Regions from separate parts of the Sus scrofa genome. Here region 2 is linked to region 1. Evidence: chromatin contacts called from public HiChIP or PLAC-seq data. All regions are on one chromosome and are shown on one strand. The core of a region is the stretch at or near the end of the contact, and the rest is flanking DNA. Distances in the headings are between cores, read along the strand shown.

The links. HiChIP or PLAC-seq counts read pairs in DNA pulled down with a chosen protein or histone mark.
Region 2: an H3K27ac HiChIP or PLAC-seq map of alveolar macrophages shows a contact between it and region 1. The contact joins two enhancer-like sites. A contact is called at or near these places in 1 of 47 Hi-C or Micro-C datasets (fetal liver) and 1 of 2 datasets of contacts at active chromatin or transcription factors (alveolar macrophages).

Annotation. Positions count from the first base shown.
Region 1 is chr5:90,435,881-90,441,166 of Sscrofa11.1, forward strand. It overlaps LOC110260821 (a long non-coding RNA gene), which reads left to right. Exons shown (of 3, transcript XR_002344330.1): 1 at 1-1,673. Among named protein-coding and RNA genes, the nearest start is that of PLEKHG7, 130 kb to the left of the region's middle. Within about 2 kb of position 2,826, at least 20 of the 83 cell types and tissues checked have an H3K27ac peak or open chromatin away from gene starts, as enhancers often do. A contact at or near this core is called in alveolar macrophages, where this site is marked.
Region 2 is chr5:90,900,513-90,905,798 of Sscrofa11.1, forward strand. No RefSeq gene overlaps it. Among named protein-coding and RNA genes, the nearest start is that of BTG1, 88 kb to the left of the region's middle. Within about 2 kb of position 2,464, at least 19 of the 83 cell types and tissues checked have an H3K27ac peak or open chromatin away from gene starts, as enhancers often do. A contact at or near this core is called in alveolar macrophages, where this site is marked.

The DNA.
Region 1 (5,286 bases), core at 1,576-4,075:
GGGAGCCATGGCCATGGCCTGACCTAGATGGGAGCAGCGGAAGAGGAAGATTGGTGCACAGATCACGCTCTTTTTTGAGAAAGAATCAGTAGGATTTTCTCATGGATGCGGGATGGGGAGTTAAGAGGGCAACTTGACCTCCAGGTTTCTGCTCTGAACAGCCTTTTGAATATTCATACCATTGATTGAGACAGAAATAGTTGAGGACAAATGAGTTTGAAATTGAGGAGGTGTTGTGCCTAGACATTAATAGTAGTACATAGAATAGTGGATTGTAAAAAAAATCTAGAACCTTTATGAAATCTCCAAATTAATAAATACTAGCTAGCACAGTCCATATTTTTTTCTCATAAAGTTTTTTTTTTTTGGAGAGTGAGGAAAATAAAGATAAAAAGTTGTGTCGAGGTGTAGATATTGGGAGGGGTTAGGCTCCTTCATCAGTTGAGAGATCTTTTCATGATAAGTGATTTCACTACATGGCTAAGCCAAGTTAACAAAGCGACCGTGATCTTGAAGGGCGCTTCTGAACGACTGAAATTATGGAATTATATCCGTGAATGCCAAGGGCACGACAAGGGTGAGGACTAAGTTTCATCTTAACTGTCAACTCTGATTAATTTGTAGTGACTGCTCAGAGAACTCTTTTGGAGGCTACATCTGGATTGAATGAAAAGACTGCTGTCATCGATTTTTCAGTGAATACGTTGGAGGCAGGAGGAATGGTGGCAGAGGGCAGGCCACGTATTTGCTGACCCTCTGCATCTTTCAGGTATAGAAAATGAGTTGGAGAAAAGTCTCAGCATGGGTGGCAGTGGATATGTCATTCCCCAAACTGCAAAATGGAACAAGCACTAACCTTTGAAGGGAGCCGTCTGTGTAATCAGAACTTGGAACAGATTCCAGAAACTGGAACACAGTGTTGCTACTCTTTCTTCCTCTGACCATGATACTGGAACCAAAGCTGCCTGATAAAAACTCAGATGCCCTCTGGGATGTCGACACAGTTGGGCTCTGGGATCCATTAGGCATAAGAAAACAACCTCATGAAGACTGGGCAGGTTTTGTGGGTCTGACTGGCCTAACTGCCATGGAGTCGAACTATATGGCTGCACCTGGTGGCATGGTGGGCCCTTCCCAGTGTCTCTCATTTTATTCTAGGCACGAAGACTGTTTTGCTGTTTACTCATTTTACTTTAATTTGGCTTTATCGTCTCTTCTCCCGTATCTGAACTTTTCCCAGCACGTGGAGGCCTTTTGCTTTCCTACCCAAAAGAAGATTCTGTTAACTGTGTGAAGTATTTTGGGTTGCCAAGGAAACAGAAGACTAGTCTGGACTCATCAGAGAGTGGCAACATTTTGACGGACCATGGGGAAGGGTGCTGCCAAGCTCTGCTCAGGTAGCGGAGATGGAAAGGCTGAGGTGTGGTGGTAGGGATGCTCACCCAGGGATTCTGCCATGCCCTCATGAATAATAACCATCATCATTATGAACGTGGTGAAGCAGAAGGGGAATAATGAGTTGAGGAAGTTGATAGAAAAAGTCACATCAGTTTTATGGCCAGAAGACGTGGTGGACAACTTCATTTTCTAGTGGAGAGAGATGGTGATTTTTATAACTTAGAAGTGTTTGTCAAGGAACTGCAGAATCCACAGCTGAACAAGAGGAAAAACAGGTCAGATTCAAAGAATGGCTGTGAATTTACCCTGAGATGTTTGCTAGGAGTGTGAAAACGAATTGAGATAGCAAGTGAATGCCTGCTTATTTGTTAATATGTGGGTAGACTCATGGAAAGAGTTGGAAATGTTTGAGGTCATCCAGCCTAGGTGTTTTCAAACACTTTATTCTTTAAAATAGCACAAGTTAAAAAATAAACTTTTTTTTTTTTTTTTTTTTTTTTTTTTTTGTTCAACTTCAGTGTAAAACAGGGAAAAGCAAAAGTGGTTGTGTCGGAAGAGGAAGTGGGGAGTTGAGAGCAGGACCCTCGTGGGTTTGTGTCTCTCTCCACCCACCTGGTTTTTCCATGAGACACCACTGTGCTAAGGACTCGGTTAGAAAACCTCCTCATTTCATAAACAGGGGGTAGGATGACTTACCTAGAATCGTTCAGTTAGGTACGAGGTACACCCGCTCCCTGGGCACTGATGTTTCCCTTACGTCAGACGTGGAGTCTCAGTGGTGATCCCCGTTTCCCGAGCCGCCTCTAACCCTTCCTACTTGTCATGTCAGCAGGGTTCTATTTCTCATATTCTTCTTTCCCTATTACTTAATAGACTTCATCCCCGTCACTGCAGTTCTCATAACAAAACTTAAACAAAAACATATTTGGCTCCATATATCCATGAGTCGAAGTAGGAAGATGGGCTCTGACTTCCTCAGCAGCTGCTGCTCTCAGACGTCCCTTGTGACCAGGGCCCCCCTCCCCAGTTCCATGACCAATACGTAGTGGGAGGGGGGCAGGGAGGTGGAATCTGTGTTGTCATCTAGTATTGTACTCCCCTGCCATGTGACAGAGTAGAGTAATGAGAAACTCTCTGCAGGTCTTGGGTTTTTGAATGCTGCTGTCTTTCTCAGAACTGACATTGTCTCTGGCCTCTGATAAATGATACATTCTCATATCCTGTTTTGTGAGATTTTTTAATCTTGTGTAGCTAATAAGCAGACTCTTACAAAGCATGATAGCATCTATCACCTGAATAAAAGAAGTGGCAATTGTATATGCATTTCTAGGGATCGTCGATTTTTTACACTCAGGGAATTTCTCGTTATTTTTTGCTATTGTAATGAGGAAGTTGCTGCCAGGAGTGGTGAAGAGCTGTGTCAGTGAGTCAGCAAGTTGGCGGCGTGAACTCAGTCCTCCTTGCTCAAGACCCATTGTTCCTACCACCCTGTTTGGTTTGATCGAAAAAACATGCACTTGCTTCCTCTAGTGCAAAATATCCGTGAGAATGAGAGAGAGAGATTTTCCTGTTTCTTGGAGGGGAAGGGTAGGAATAAAGACCCTCATTTATAGGAGATTGGCTTTTTTAAATGGCTTGCCAGCACCTTTAGTCTTTGTTTGGTCTGAGAGGGTAGGTACTGTTTCCTCCTAGGAGTTTAGGCATTTTATCAGTAGATCTGGTTGCAGTTTTTACATTAATGAATGCATCCTTTATCTTTTACATGGAATAAGATTCAGTTTGGTCCATTGGTTCAAATACTATTAAGGTTATAGGTTGGAACTCCTTTGAGCTAATTCGTGAAAACCAGACCCATGGCCACTGATTTCACCATCAAATACGGGCAGCCGTCATGCTCATTGGGACGATAGGTCTCTGCAAATCTAATCATCTGTCTTGGGGAGATGAAGTAACCTATATATGACAGTGATGAGAGGGGGAGCCTTCACTGTATTAGCTTCATCTTCAAAGAGTAGATTGTTGTTATTTTTCCTATCTTTGTAAGCAGTCTGTTAGAGGTTAGGAGTTTGGCCTCTGGAGCTGGACTGCCTGGGTCTGAATCCCAGGCCTGCTTTTTATTGGCCGTATGACCTTCATTGAGTTAGGCAACCTCACGATGCCCATTTTTTTGCATTTGTAGGGTAGGTTAATACGAGTAACCACCACAGGGTGTTCTGAAGATTAAACAAATAAATACATACAGCTGCTGAAATAGTCTGGCATAGAGTTAGTGCTTAATAAATATTACCTATTATTCTCTAAACTCAGATACACATCAAACTTCTAATTGTTTCAAACTGTGACATGATAAGTGTTGTTTGAAGCAGTTACATTTTTTTTTTTTTTGTCTTTTTTGGGGCCATACCTGCGGCATATGGAGGTTCCCAGGCTAGGGGTCCAGTTGGAGCTGTGGCTGCCAGCTTATGCCAGAGCCACAGCAACGCAGGATCCGAGCTGTGTCTGCAACATACACCACAGCTCATGGCAACGCTGGATCCTTGACCCACTGAGCAAGGCCAGGGATCAAACCCATGTCCTCATGGATGCTAGTTGGGTTTGTTAACCCCTGAGCCACAGCAGGAACTTCCAGAAGCAGTTACATTTTGGAATGATTTGTTACACAGTCAGAGATAACCAGTTTACACACTAACCATAATTAAGAGTCATCACTGATATTGGAGATAGTCTAGGTAGGGCATATCTCTTTTTTTGGTCTTTCTGTCTTTTCTAGGGCTGCACCTGCAGCATATGGAGGTTCCCAGGCTAGGGGTCTAATTGGAGCTGTAGCCACTGGCCTACGCCACAGCCACAGAGCAACACCAGATCCAAGCTGCATCTGCAACCTACACCATAGCTCACAGCAACGCCTACGCAAGGCCAGGGATCGAACCTGCAACCTCATGGTTCCTAGTCGGATTCGTTAACCACTGAGCCATGATGGCAACTCCTCATGTTTTTTCATGTACTCATTCAGTAAGCATTTGCTATGTCCTAAGCTTTGTGGACACAAAAGTTAACTTTATAAGAAAGACACTGAACTTACTTTGTTGGACAAAGTGAGCTTGAAAAATTTGTGGCAGACTTATTCAACTTCCCTAATTTACCCTATGACTTGTTAAATGTTTAATTCAAATAGTTTATTAAAAATGTAATTAAATATCTTTGCTCTATTAAAAGATGAACAAAACCCCCTTGTAATTGTTTTAGTGGATTTCAGCAGCCATCTCACTTTCTTTGTTCAGGATGCTCTAAGACATCCATGGCCAAGCACTAAGAGCCTCTTCTGGGCTGGCTTTGTTTGTTAGAGACCGGAGTTGGTGGAAGGTCTATTTTCTGTGACTTGATTCATTCGATGTGCATTATTGAGTGTAATGAACATGGCACACCCCAAGCTGAGTGAACTAGGGCGGCAGGGAGAGGAGGGTGAGGACAGAAACCTGTGAGAAATGGTTTCAGCCCTTAGAGGTCTGGGTGGTGAGGGGTGGGGTAGGGCGGGGATGAAAATAAGCGAGGAATGGTCTTACCTCCTGTCTGAAGAGCTCACTGTCTGAAAGAAGGGCATCAGTAAACAAGAAGTGACAAGGCAGTGAGAGGCTGCAAAGTGCTAAGGGGGCCACAGAAGAGGAAATGACTGAGCCTGAGGGGACCAAGGAAGCTTCAGACAGGAAATGATATACAGACTGGGTCAAAGGATGAATCACTGTTGAATAGACGAGAGAGGGTGAGTTTTAAGGTGGGGAAACTGCATATGCAAAGGCACGGAGGCAAGACTCACAAAAGCCGTCATTTTTGTGGCACCAGCCAGCTTCAAGGACAGGTCGTTGCCCAAGTTCCTTAGCTCAGCTGTAG
Region 2 (5,286 bases), core at 1,214-3,713, 460 kb after region 1:
TTAACCCTCTGAGCAAGGCCAGGGATCGGACCCGAAACCTTATGGTTCCTACTCGGATTCCCTAACCACTGAGCCACAGTGGGAACTCCAGGAGTGGGGACATTTAAAGTCTGGCCTTTATCCAAATGTGACTGAGTTGCCTGAAGCAACTGTTTAGGAGTTCGCTTGTGGCACCGCTTGTGGGTTAAGGATCCAGTGTTGTCCCTGCAGCAGCACAGGTCACTGCTATGGCGTGGGTTCGATCCCTGGTTGGGGAATTCTGCATGCAGCAGTCATGGCCAAAAATAAATAAATAAATAAAGTGACTGTTTACTTTCTATGATCAATCTGAGATAACAAGACTGGACTAAATTTTACTTTCCCCCCACCCCTGCTTGCAAGAGCACAGGGTCTCCTGAGGAAGAACAGAGGAGCTGTAGCCTAAATAAAGAGCAGTTTTGGCACAAATGTTCTCTGCATAGCTGAGTATTGCGTTTAGCAGTTTTATGACCCACTATGTGAGTACTTAACTACAATACAACGTGGAAAGTGATAAACACAGCGTACATAAGTGCTCTGGGAATTCAGAGGAATTATTTCAGCTAATTCAGGAAAGGCTTTGTGGAGTAGATAGAATTAGAATTGTTTCTCTCTCCAACATTTGATTTTGAAAAATTTAAAACAGGCAGAAAAAGGGAAGAGTTATACAGTGAATGCCCATATACCCTTCAGTGAAATTCAACGTTTAGTAATATCTTGGTATATTTGCTTTCCCCCATGTGTTAAAAATATGTACATATATACATATACATATTATATATTTTTCAGAAGCATTTGAGAGTAAGTTACAGATATCATGGCACTTGATTCTTGAATCATGTGCCTCCCTTGAGAACGAGGAACCACAACAGCATTGTAGCTAAAGAAAATGAAGAATCATGGCTGAGCTGGATTTTGGAGACAAGGTAGAGTTTGGGTTTGGAAGGACCAGTGGTAGGTCCTCTTGGGCAGAGGGCTCAGGGTGAGTCCAAGCCTAGATGTAGTGACCTATTTTCATGCCTTTATCTGACAGGAAATGTCTCCTAGACCAGAAAGCCAAAGTGATTTGCAAAAGACCACAAAGGTAGTTTGGAATGGAGCTGGGAACCAGCAGCAGCATTTCCTGCTCCCTTTTCCACTGCTCACCACCACACTCCTCTTCCTGGCACAGTGCTAAAATTAGAACACGACACTCTTGGTTCCTACACAGGGCTACCTTTAAATCAGTCTCAGTTAAAAAAGCTTTTTGGATGGCACCTTTCTGTGTGGGTTTCCAAGATGTTGCCAACCCAAATCCTGCCAGTTCTCCTGGAAGATCCAGGTTTAAACAGGTGGAGAAATAGAAATAGCAATGACTAACTTCACAAGAAATCGTGGAAAAAGCCAGAAGTAATGTCCCAGCTTCCCGGAAGAAAGCAATGCTGTCCTCTGTGCTGGCCTCAGCTCTGCGCTAACCCCCTGGCGTTGATGGCCCAGGGCACCCGGCCTCTCCTCCGCTTCTCACAGCCAAAGAGGATCCAGTAGACACAGGAAGGTGGCTGGGCTGTGAATCCAGACTCTTGAGTACTGCCCTGCCTCTGCCTCTGCCTCTGCCTCTGATGACTTGGCACAGTGGATCTCAATCAAGGGTGCCTTTGTCCCCCAGTGAATGGTTGGCTCTGGCTGGAGACATTTTTGGTTGATGCAGCGGCAGGGCTGTTGGTGGCATCTGGTTGATAATGGCCAGGGATGCTCCTAACTGTCCCACAGGGCCTAGGACAGCCCCCAACAACAAAGGATTACGTGGTCCAACATGTCAGGCGTGCTGAGGTTAAGATGCCGCCTTGGACAAGGCGGTACTTCACTCCTTCATGTGCTCACTTGGAAATGGGGGCAGCTGAGCTGGCCTGGTGGTTTTCCATCTTGATGGTACTGAAGAATCCCCTAAGATGCTTATGAAAAAAGGCAGGTTTCTGGTCTCATCTTCAGGGACGCCATGGTCGGTCCACAGGGCACACCTTGAGAAGTGCCGTTCTGGATGGTTTCTAAGATCTTTCTCTGTCCTCCGGTTTTCCATTTCTAAAGATGCAGATGAGCAGCAAATGTAGATAAGAGCTCCTGCCTGAGCACTAGGTGAATACAGTGGCGTGAAATGATGAGCCTCCTCAAAACCCTCCTCACACACGCATGTACCTCCGCTCCCACAGTCCCGCAGAGGGGTCAGTGTGTATGTGGTGAGGCTGGAGAACAGCCCATCTCTCCAGCTTGGTGGAATTTCCAGGCAGGGGGACTGCCTTTCACTTCCTCCCAGGTGCCGTGCTTTCTCCTGCCTTTGGCTCTTTCCCATTTGCTGAGCTCTGTCTGCCTCTTCCCCCTTCTACTCCAACGCATGGGCTTTGGCTAGACTTACTCATCCTTCAGGTCACAAGCTCGCCGTCACTTCCTCAGGGAAACCCCCATCACTTCCCACCATCGTTCTCATTGCACATCCTGCGGTTGCTTCTATTTAAACAGATCCGTCAGCCCTGCTAGACTGTAAGCTTTGCCACGGTTCGTTCAGCACTGTCCTTCGAAGGTGCTGCTAATTGCCAGCCCCACACAGTGCCTGACATTTTAGAAGGGCTCAGCGAATGTCTGTTGAATGATGAAATGATTGATTGACTGACTGATAGGAGGAGATAAATAAAGACGAATGGGATAGTGATTACAAACAGAGGATACGTAACTTATGAGATCCACCTTGTACGGAAACTCGGCTTGGCCTGGTTAGGGAGCAGGTGTCATTGAGTGGAGCCATGTAACGTACTCGCTCTAACTGGACCTTCTCATCTTTCCTCTGTGGTGCCACCTCATTTGTATGAAAATCTTTTATGTTTGTTTGTTTGTTTGTTTGTTTGTTTTTTAGGGCAGCACCTGCGGCATATGGAAGTTCCCGGGCTAGGGCTCAAATAGGAGCTGCAGCCGCTGGCCTACGCCACAACCACCGTAACCCGGGATCCTAGCCTTGTATGTAGCCTATACCTCAGCTCATGGCAACACCAGATCCTTAACCAATTGAGCAAGGCCAGGGATCGAACCCACATCCTCATGGATACTAGTCAGATTCATTTTTATTGTGCCACCATGGGAACGCCCTGAAAATCTTTCTTTGTTAGGAATCTCTGGTGGCTTTCCATTGCACGTGCAGTAAGGTTGGAAAACCTCAGCATGGAATATGGGCCATGAAAGGCTGGCCCCTACCTTGCCTCTTCCACCACCTCTCCATCCATCCCTGTGCACACTCTGCTTCAGTCAAAGCAAATGCTTCATCCTCTCTGAAATACACACGCAACTCCCATCCTGCCACCTAGCCAACTCTTACTCATATTTTAAGACGCAGGTTAAATGTCACCTCCCCTGCAAAGACTGTTTCAAATCCCCCAATGCTAGACAGCTCAGCATTTTGGGCTCCAATAAGGCTGTGTCTTTATGTAGCCCTTAGAGCATAAGTATTTGTTTATGTGTGTCACTCTCACTAAGAGATGAGCAGCTCTGGGTGGGGGCTATGTGTAACTTACTCATCTTTTATTTTCTATTCCAGTGCTTAGTCAAAGGGAAGTTCTATGAATCCTTGTTGAATGAAAGAAAGAAAGAAAGAAAGGGCGGGTAGAAACAAAGCCAGAATATGACAGTGGATGCAATTTCTAATTTGTTCTTTGTTTTATTTATTTATAGATTTTTTTTTTTTTTTTCCCCACAGCATAGGGAAGTTCCCAGGCTAGGGGGCTAGGGGTTGAATTGGAGCTGCAGCTGCCAGCCTGTGCCACAGCCACAGCCACGCCAGAGCTGAGCTGTGTCCACCACGACCTCCACCACAGCTCACAGCAACACTGGATCCGTAATCCACTACTGAGGCCAGGGATCAAACCTGCATCCTCATGGACACTAGTCAGTTCACTACTGCTGAGCCACAATGGGAACTCCTGTTCTTTGTTTTAAAGTATTTTATTTTCTTGAGTGACTACCTGGGGATGGGAAGAGAGGTTGCATGGGGGAGGGGGGAAATAGCTTCTTTTAAAAATCCAGTTTTCCACTTTTATATTTTCTCTTAAGACCCACTAGATTTTAAAGTGCTACATAATATGAACAGCAAATTTCATATTTCATGGCTATTTATGGGTTCGGTAACAAAGTCTTTATTCAGAGTGCACATATTTGATTTCTGACAAATAGAAAATAGCTATTCCTAATTACCTTAAAATTAATGCCCTGCATGGGTATTTTAAAATATGAACTTTTAGATTTTGCTTTCTGGGACACATTAAGCTTAACATTTTTCCTATGTTGGGAATGGAGGTGTTGATTTACATTTATCTTCTAATTTTTTTTTTTTGTCTTTTTTGCTATTTCTTGGGCCGCTCCCATGGCATATGGATATTCCCAGGCTAGGGGTCTAATCAGAGCTGTAGCCACCAGCCTACACCACAGCCACAGCAATGCGGGATCCAAGCTGCGTCTGCAACCTACACCACAGCTCACGGCAACGCCGGATCGTTAACCCACTGAGCAAGGGCAGGGACCGAACCCGCAACCTCATGGTTCCTAGTCAGATTTGTTGACCACTGTGCCACGACAGGAACTCCTATCTTCTAATTTTAAGTGTTTAAAAAAATTTTTTTTTCTTTCCACTCTTACAACCTTGAGCCCTGGGAGAATCCCATTTCCCTTTTTTCACATCAAGTGTATTATTGTAAAAAGTTATTGGTCTTGACAACTCTCTGAGATTGTGCCACTGGCCCAGGATATGTAATTAATTAATTAATTTATTTATTTATTTATTTTGCTTTTTACGGCTGCACCTGCAGCATATGGAAGTTCCCAGGCTAGGAGCTGAATTGTAGCTGCAGCTGCCAACCACAGCAACAGCAACACGGGATTCAAGCCACATCTGTGACCTACAACAGCTTGCAGCAATGCAGGATCCTTAACCCACTGAGCGAGACCAGGGGTTATGGATACTAGTGAGACTCTTAACCCTTTGAGCCACAACGGGAGCTCCCATGGACTGATTTTAAAAATCCATTTATCTCAGTGGACTGGCTTCTGAAGAAGCTATTGAAATGATTCGCCAAACACCCAGTGCTGGGTCTGGTTTGTTCAGTTGGCAGGTCTGCCTTATACCCCTATTGACTGACTCCCCCCACCCCATCCCCACTCCATTTGAAGCTGGGAAGGTTTTAAAAAGTAGCAGCTCTGGAGTTCCTGTCGTGGCCAGAGGAAACAAATCCGATTAGGAACCATGAGGTTGCA